Regions from separate parts of the Mus musculus genome. Here all the other regions are linked to region 2. A link is a contact called in public HiCAR-type and HiChIP or PLAC-seq data. All regions are on one chromosome and are shown on one strand. Each heading gives the region's core, a stretch centred on a gene start, on an enhancer-like site or on the middle of the called end of the contact. The rest is flanking DNA. Distances are from core to core; before and after follow the strand shown.

Evidence for each region. HiCAR-type assays count read pairs that join an accessible place to other places. HiChIP or PLAC-seq counts read pairs in DNA pulled down with a chosen protein or histone mark.
Region 1: an H3K4me3 HiChIP or PLAC-seq map of bone marrow-derived macrophages shows a contact between it and region 2, with 3 times the contacts expected there. The contact joins the promoter of Twnk here to the promoter of Erlin1 in region 2. A contact is called at or near these places in 2 of 115 datasets of contacts at active chromatin or transcription factors (bone marrow-derived macrophages and neural tube) and 2 of 9 other capture datasets (adipose tissue and embryonic stem cells).
Region 3: a HiCAR-type map of astrocytes shows a contact between it and region 2, with 4 times the contacts expected there. The contact joins the promoter of 4930414N06Rik here to the promoter of Erlin1 in region 2. A contact is called at or near these places in 1 of 39 promoter capture datasets (hippocampal neurons), 1 of 115 datasets of contacts at active chromatin or transcription factors (astrocytes) and 2 of 9 other capture datasets (adipose tissue and embryonic stem cells).

What each region holds. Positions count from the first base shown.
Region 1 is chr19:45,005,267-45,008,058 of GRCm38.p6, forward strand. Twnk (twinkle mtDNA helicase) reads left to right here and starts at 1,292. Exons shown (of 5, transcript NM_153796.4): 1 at 1,292-2,792. The coding sequence starts at 1,864. Mrpl43 (mitochondrial ribosomal protein L43) reads right to left here and starts at 1,176. Exons shown (of 3, transcript NM_053164.3): 1 at 998-1,176; 2 at 797-903; 3 at 1-674. The coding sequence starts at 1,128. The coding sequence ends at 433.
Region 2 is chr19:44,068,346-44,071,117 of GRCm38.p6, forward strand. It overlaps Erlin1 (ER lipid raft associated 1), which reads right to left and starts at 1,440. Exons shown (of 12, transcript NM_001164360.1): 1 at 1,346-1,440; 2 at 927-1,050. The coding sequence starts at 1,039.
Region 3 is chr19:44,983,232-44,985,946 of GRCm38.p6, forward strand. It overlaps 4930414N06Rik (RIKEN cDNA 4930414N06 gene), which reads right to left and starts at 1,319. Exons shown (of 3, transcript NR_040294.1): 1 at 1,244-1,319. It overlaps Slf2 (SMC5-SMC6 complex localization factor 2), which reads left to right. Exons shown (of 20, transcript NM_001081225.2): 20 at 1-555.

The DNA.
Region 1 (2,792 bases), core at 42-2,541, 940 kb after region 2:
CTGGGATTAAAGGTTATGCACTACCAACGCCAGGCTCATCTTCAACTTCCTAAACTGCACACAAACACGGATATAAGGTGCCTTGCCCAATGCCATACCAGCAAGAGCAACAGGGCATCCCGTGTCCTTCAGAAGACAGCCTCCAGACTCTTTCATGTGTTTTGAAGTCATTATTATTCGTATTTCAGAAAACACGGTCCTTGTACAAGTGTTGTACACTTCTCACATCTCAGCTTGCAAGGAGGCCAATTGAATCAGAATTAGGGTATTCACAAGGTCACTGCACCTAGCTACAAGTGGGCAAAGGAAAAGGTTCTTCTTTATCTCAGGCCACGCCCCGGCTGGTAGGCTCCACCCACCTACTCGGCCTGAGCTTGAAATCCAAAAGAGGAACCAATCCTATCCCTCTCACGGTCCAAAGCGCCTGGTTCTTTACTGTGCTTGCATCGAAGCTGGAGCAGAATCCCGGAGTTCTCTGGGCCGCAGCCCGTGGAGGGCAGTCCGTTTGTTGGTGAAGGGGTGCCACTGGCCCTGGATGCTCGGGTTGTCCGTGTGGAAGGGCTTGCGGATGCGGATCACATCCAAGCCGGACTGGTCTGCCAGCTTCTGCACCAACGACTTGATCTCCTCCACCGACTTGCTGTTGACGTTTTCCTCGCGCACAGCCCCATTAACTGGGAGAGGGACGTGGAGGGGATGAGTGGAAGGCGCCAGGTCGGAAATCAGACAAACAGAACGCAGCGGGCAAGCCGGGATCCCGCGCCGCCCACCCCCGCCCTAGCTCGGCCCCACTCACGGTATTCGGCCACTATTCGTGGCATGGCGCACGGGCGCGGGTTCACGTATACTACGACTCCTGGGTTCCGTCGGGCGAAGTCGGTCACCTCGCGTTCCACGAACTCCCTGCGAGACCCGGCGAAGGTGAGTACGGTGGCCCGAACCCAGCCCCATAGCTCCCCGCCTCCCTTTCCGGCGCTCCCGCTTCCGCGTGCCTCACCTGGCGCCGCGGGACGAGGGCGCATCCCGGCTGAGGCTGAGGCTGAGGCGCTGCAGCTGCTGCACGTAACGCCCTAGCCCATTATGGAGGACGCTGGTCAGAAAGCGGCTCGAAGTCCCGCGACCGGTCATGGCTACGGTTAGAGAGCCAGGACGCGGAGCCGGGGGGCGGGACTAACCGGTGACTTCCGGTTCCGGGGTTGTGGCATGGGCGCCCTGGAGAGTTTTGCTTCCGGAGTCACCGCGAGTAGCGCGTGCGAGCGGGCGACCCACGTTGCGGACAGAACACTAGAAAGGAGAGTGGTGACGCGAAGCTGGGGGCGGGAGCGTGGAGCTTTGAAGTGGAGGGCAGAGCAAGGGAGCCAGTGAGGAAGCCGGGCCGGAGCGCGTGACCTCCAGCAGTGTGGAGAGTGCCTGTGAGCGCTGGGGGCTCGGAGCGCCTGGAGTTGGGGTTCAGACGGGATGCAGAAAGCGGTAGAGATGAGGTTAGCCAGGAGAGTCCGTAGAGGGGTAGTAGACGTGAAGAGATGATACAGAGAAGCCGTTTAGATCGAGGGACCGTAGAAGGATCTAGAAGTGAGCTGGTGGAGAGAAATCCGTAAAGGACCTAGAGATAGGAGAATCCTCAGAGAGAGGCGTAGACGCGAAAGGGCAGTGTAGGTGTGTAGGGATGAAGTAGCAATACACAGGCAACCGAGGGGAGTAAGAACTGTGTTCGTGAAGAAGTTTGAGGAGGGATAAAGAGAAAAGCCAGTAGGAGTGATTTCTGCGAGTGCCTTGTAGAAGGTTTCCTAGGGTCTGGTTTAGTGAAGGCACTGAACCAGACAACAAAAGCTTTTGCAGTAGTGGCGTCCCACTCCATTAGGAATGTGGCTTCTTCTCCGACGTGCATATCCCCTCCGGATCTTGCTGCCACTGCGTGGCGAGTGGGTGGGTAGGAGGGGCCTGCCCAGAAGCTTGGCGCCAGGCCCTCCCCGCAGAAGGTACAGAAAAGAAGCGCTCCCAGCCTTAGAGATGCCAGTGTCGCCGGTGACTACGACTGAAATCCGCCAGTATTTACGTGCACATGGGATCCCCTTCCAGGATGGCCACAGCTGCCTTCGAGCACCAAGTCCCTTTGTGGTGTCCTCAGACATCAAAAATGAGAAAAAGGACGCTCCCACTTCCTTCTGCCTCTTCATTGACAAGACCACAGGACACTTTCTTTGCATGACCAGCCTAGCAGAAGGGAGCTGGGAAGACTTGCAGGCCAGTGTGGAGGGACGAGGGGATGGGGCCAAAGAGGGTGTCCTACTTAGGGAAGGCCCAGAAGCTGAGGTTAGGGAGGAGGTCTTGAGGATCTGGAACCGAGCCATACCTCTTTGGGAGCTTCCAGACCCTGAGGAAGCCCAGCTAGCTCGTGTGATGTTTGGCCTTACCAAGGTGACAGATGACACACTCAGGCGATTCAGTGTCCGCTATCTTCGATCTGCTCGAAGTCTGGTCTTCCCTTGGTTCACCCCTGGGAGCTCAGGATTACGTGGCCTGAAGCTACTAGGGGCTGAGGGTCAGGAAAATGGAGTACAGTATGTAGAGACCACCATCCCCCGGCCTGGTGTCTATCACAACCTATTTGGATTACCACTGATCAGCCGGAGAGATACTGAGGTGGTTGTGACAAGTCGTGAACTGGACAGCCTGGCCTTGAGCCAGTCGACGGGGCTGCCAACCCTTTCCCTACCCCGAGGGACAGTCTGCTTACCCCCAGCCTTACTGCCTTACCTTGAACAGTTCCGTCGGATTGTGTTCTGGTTAGG
Region 2 (2,772 bases), core at 190-2,689:
AGTCATAACTCAAAAGATGAACCTTTGCAGGTTCATTAGTCATTTTTTTTGGAGTGGTATCTCCGTATGTTCTCTTCGTGGTTTTCCTGTCAGAAGGACAGTGATAAACTGGATGGAAATGTGGTCCAGGCTGGTATTTCTTATGCTAGAACTCCATCTGTTAAGACATACCACCAAAAGTATGTATTTTCTAGGATTCTGGACTGATCTAAAAGTAGAAATACCAGTTTAGGGGGCATGATGGAAATATTCAAAAATCTGCTTGTTTCAGAATAAACCACTATCCCAAGTTGTCCACAAACTGGCTTCTCTTCCCAGCTTATACCACGAGGACCTGGTGGGAAGTTAGACTTGATTTATGCCAAATCAGGTGGATGGCAACTGAGTCCACACTCTTTTTCACCTTGACTTGAAAAAAAAAAAGTGAGAAAAGTGGCCTGCAAATGTGGTTTTTGTCTCTTGGCCTTTAGGGATATATGACATTGCTCTGGTCATGAAGACTTTGGGGGACATAACCAGACAATGGGAGATTTTTTAATGAAGAAGAAAAAACCCAACTTAGTGTTGGGGAGAACTGTCTTTATGTAAGACAGAGATCCGGAAAAAATCCACAGCGGCAAACTAAACACCTGTGCAGTTGTGCGGACTATGAGAAGTCATCTCGGTTGCAGTGACTACTTCCGTGCCCCCTAAGGTGTCTTCAATTCTGTACAGAACGAACTTGGCACTAAACTGCCCCGACAACGGAAAAGTGCCCCGCCAAAGGTTAACTCCCGGCAGCTGGGATGAAACCACTTCCCAGGCAGGGCTGGAAGCAGCTCCCCTGACGCCGCGGAAAAGAGCAACTTCCCAGACTTCGCTGTGACCCATTGGACCCTTCCACTGTGCTTCTAGAACCATCGCGGGCTGCACAGGGCGGCGCTCACCTGTAGTACACGGCCAAGTGTCCCTCTTCGATCTTGTGGATGGAGGCGTACAGGAGGATCGCCACCAACCCCACCACTGCAGCCACCAGAAGCCGGGCTTGAGTCATATTCATCCTTGTTCCTCCTGAGCATGGGGAGAAGAGGAACCTCAGTCCGTTGAGTGACAGGCCAGTCCCCACCCAGGGAAGAGCCCGCGTACGGTCGCGGGCGGCTGAGGCGGGAAGCCCCGCGCTCCGGCCCCGGGCTCTCTCTCTCTCTCTCTCAGCTAAGCGCTCCCCTCGCCAACCCCCTGCGCGGGTGCCCCCGGCTCGGCGTACGTCGTGACACCTCTTCCCCGACTCCCCAAGCGTTAGGTCCCGACTGAGGGCGGCCTTGATCGCAGGCACTCGGAGGACCGCGACCCCCGAGCCTCGCCTCACCGGTCAGTGACGCATCGCCCCCGCCCGCACGTGCAGCCGCCACCCGGCCCCGCCAACTGCTGCCAACAGCCGGCCCCGCCCACCTGCCCGGTACTGCGGCTGCGCGGGGACGCAGGCGACGCAGCCCCCGCCCGCGACTCGCGAGACGGTGCGCGGGCGGGACAAAATTGGCCCCGGGTGCGCGCACAGTGTAGTGATTCTAAGTGCCCAGACGAGGACCAAGTCTCCTGGGGTGGGTCACTCGGACAGACGCTGGTTGAGGCATGCTAGTGCACAGGACCAGCCCCTCAGTGTAGGAGTTGTTCCTGCATCCTTTTGTGGTTCGTCCCTAGTCCAACTGGCAAGCACATTCTCCAGGTACACACCCTGCACTAGGGAAACTACCAGACCAGTCTCAAGGAATCAGGGGTTCGAGTTCAGAAGAGGAAGCTATTCAACCAGAATTAACCATTCAGACTTGGCCTGAATATTTATTTTGTGCCAGAATGCTACACCAGAGTGCTTTCTGAAAGCCACCCAGAAACAGGATCAGAATGATATATGTATGTTGAATGTGGAGGTCGGGATTGTCTTGTAGGCCAAAATGAGTAGTGAACGCTTGAGTTTTCATGACGGCGATAAGGTTGAAAGGAGTTGTATGGCAAGATAGGCTAGAACCAGATTTACAAAGTCTAGGATCCATTTTTCTGCTGATAGAGAAAATGTATGACAAGAAGACAGTGACTTCATTTATGGCTGTTAGGCCTGCATGCATGTCAGTCACTATCTGTGTGCCTGGTGCCCTCAGCAGTCACAAGAGGGCATTGAATCCCGTGGAACCAGAGTTAAAGGCTGTTGTGAACTGCCACATCGGTGCTGGGAATCGACCTTTTTTTTTTTTCACTGTATTTTAACATTCTATACCACGTGGACCTGGTGAGATAGCTCAGTGGGTAGAGGAGTTTGTGAACTCCTGAGGACTTCATTTTCACCCTAGACCTCACACAGAAGTGAAAAGCAGAGAACTGACTCCACAAGTTGTCCTCTGATCTCCACACATAAAGGTCCATGCCCCACACCACACACCAACACACACAATAATTAATAATCATAAAAGGTTTAGGGAATAAACCCACACCATGTGCATGTATTACAAAACAAAAACTAAAAGGAAAGGGTAGAGTTTAGAGATATAGGGACACATGGGAAATAAGGGCATTCTATTTCACTAAGGGCAGAGACAACTAGAAAAGGTTAACAAGGTTGGAAGGATTACCAAACTCCTGTGCAGGAAAATACCAGAAAGCAGTGCTTTTGGGGCATTGTATCTGTAACTGGCTGAGAGTGAAGACAGACAGGAAACTGGGAAACGGATATACAACAGCAAATACAAGGTTATGTATGATGCTAGTAACAAAGAGAATGACAGGCAAGAGAATCAATTCAGG
Region 3 (2,715 bases), core at 69-2,568, 910 kb after region 2:
TGCAAGTAATAGCTTGCTTCGACTTCACAAAAAAAAAAAAAAAAAGAAAAGTGAAATATATATATATATCCCCAGTAATGATAGATAAGTTACCACCCAGGCTCTGTTTTTTGTTTGTTTGGCTTTTTGTTTTGTTTTGTTTTCTTCCCCTTTCCCCCCAATCAGAACAGACACAGTTGGTGGGGACAGTAATGTGTGGAGTCTTGAAACCAGGAGTGTTTTTCCATTTACAAACTGACTCATCGCCAAGCGGCTGGGTTGGAGAACTTTCTTGGCTTGTCTCTCAGGAGGCAAGGGTCTGCTACAGGTGGTGGGGGCGTGAGTCAGCACAATCCCATCTCGTGGCTATGCCTACTCTATGGTGCAGGCGCACCTCATCTGTGCCTCAGTTTCCCCGGGGCATTCTTGTCAGCCAGTTAATCTACTAGCTCTTAGGCAGTAAATGCAATGTGTTGTGGTTTGGTTTTTTTTTTTCCTTTAAAATTTTATACTGTCTTGTTTAAAGTCTTCTGAATGTATGTGTATGTGTTATTAAAACTTTTTTCTCAGCTTAAACGTGTCTGGCAACTTTTGATTGAGTAGTAGAGGTGGTTGAGTATCTAAAATACCCTGCTTTAAACTTGTTTTTAGGGGGCTGGAGAAATGGCTCAGTGGTTAAAAGCACTGACTGTTCTTCCAAAGGTCCTGAGTTCAAATCCCAGCAACCACATGGTAGCTCACAACCATCGTAATGGGGTCTGATGCCCTCTTCTGGTGTGTCTGAAGACAGCTACAGAGTACTTACATATAATAATAAATCTTAAAAAAACAAACAAACTTGTTTTTAGCTTGATGCCTTCTTTTAATCTGTGGGAAACGGAAACGGGCACAGCTCTCCACAGTTTATGTTTACAAAACCCAATTAATAATGTGCTGTGTGCTTTACAGGCAGGGTTTTTTGTTTTTTGTTTTGGGTTTTTTTTTTTTTTTTTTTTTTTTTTTGGTTTTTGAGGTAGGGTTTCTCTGTATAGCCCTGGCTGTCCTGGAACTAACTCACTTTGTAGACCAGGCTGGCCTCAAACTCAGAAATCCGCCTGCCTCTGCTTCCAAAATGCTGGGATTAAAGGCGTGCGCCACCACTCCTGGATTGCAGTCAGGAATTTAATAATCTCATTCTTAGCTCATCCTGCACATCCGTTTGGCTGCTCTTGCCTACCTACGTGTTAGGGTTTGGTGGTGAACAACACAAAATCATGGCTCTTACCTGATGGTATCGGGGGAAACAGGAGAGGAAGAAATACCCTTCATCTGGGTGTCTCTAAAATTCTAGAACCCAGAATCAAGAAAGGTGATGCCATACAGTGCAGAGCCACTTGTGACCTGGCAGGTGGGTTTATGACATGCCAGCTGTGGAAAGGCTGACACTCATAACAAACCTAGTACCTCATAGAAGGCTTAGGCATAGTTGCCAGGCCCCCAGTGCTGCAGCTGTTTTCTCCTTTAGGGTAAACTAGGTTGGAAAGATGGATGCTGACAGCCCAGGTAGAAGTAGACAGGTGCAAATACTAGGGATAGTCGCGGTGTTTGAGGAAAAGACCTAGGCTTGGCCTCAGGTCCCAAGGTTCACCATACTGGCCATTTGACCTTTGTTGGCATCTGAGTTTCTTCTATTGAAAGGAATAACTCTATTTCATGTTTTGTGAGGATTCACATACATGGCAGTAACTCAGCACAATGCCTGGCATGCAACATGAACAGAACAAAGGGAGGCAAGATGGAGACTAAGATTGTAATCACCTTTATCCCAGCACGGAGGAGGCAGAGGCAGGCAGAGCTCTGAGTTCAAGGACAGCCAGGGCTACATGGAGAAACCCTGTCTCAAAGACAAATTTAATGGAGCTGGAGAAGATCAACAGTTAACTGGAGATTGCTCTTCCAGAGGCTCTGGGTTCAAAGCCCATCACCCATGTGATGGCTAACGAATGTAACTCTAGTTCCAAAGCCTCCTATGCCCTCTTCTAGCCTTTACAGGCAAAACACCCATGCACATAAAATAGTTAATTTTTAAAAGAAAATTGACCAGAAGCAGCCATCTGTGGGTGTGCTTACTTGTAAATCAGGTCTTATCTTCCAACAGTGATAGCTGGAGAGTATTGTACCTTCAGACTCTGGGAACTCTGGATACTTCCCTGTTCCTGCTGCCAAAAATATGTTAAATAAATAAACCATGCATGTTGGCCTGGTGCAATCACTAATACCGATGATCCCAGCACATGGGAGGCAGAGGCAGGAGGATCACAGATTTTGAGGCCATCCTGCACTCAGACACAGTTTTAATCACCCAGCATGCTTGACGGTGGTGGATGGTTTCCCAGCATCTGCAGACATGTTCTGACACTTCCTTCTAGCTAACCAGGCCTGGAAATCAGGAGAAGGCAAACCAGAAGGTCCAGCTTTGGATCTAACTCCAAGACAAGTGGCTAGGATTCTGGAAAACTTTAACTGGCAAAACAGGCTTCTGGGGCACAGTAAGATTACAGCATTGTTGGATAGGTGTCAGTCGCTACTAAGGAAGTACCACGTGGCCAAAAGATCACACTCTCCATAAGGAGAGTGCTGAACAACAATGGCAAAGCAGGAGCAAAGGCCACCACAGTGAACAGGAGACAGGGCATCTTGACTAGGGCAGGTTTCTCATGCCTCAGGGACCTCTATCTGAGGTCCTTCCTCTTCCTG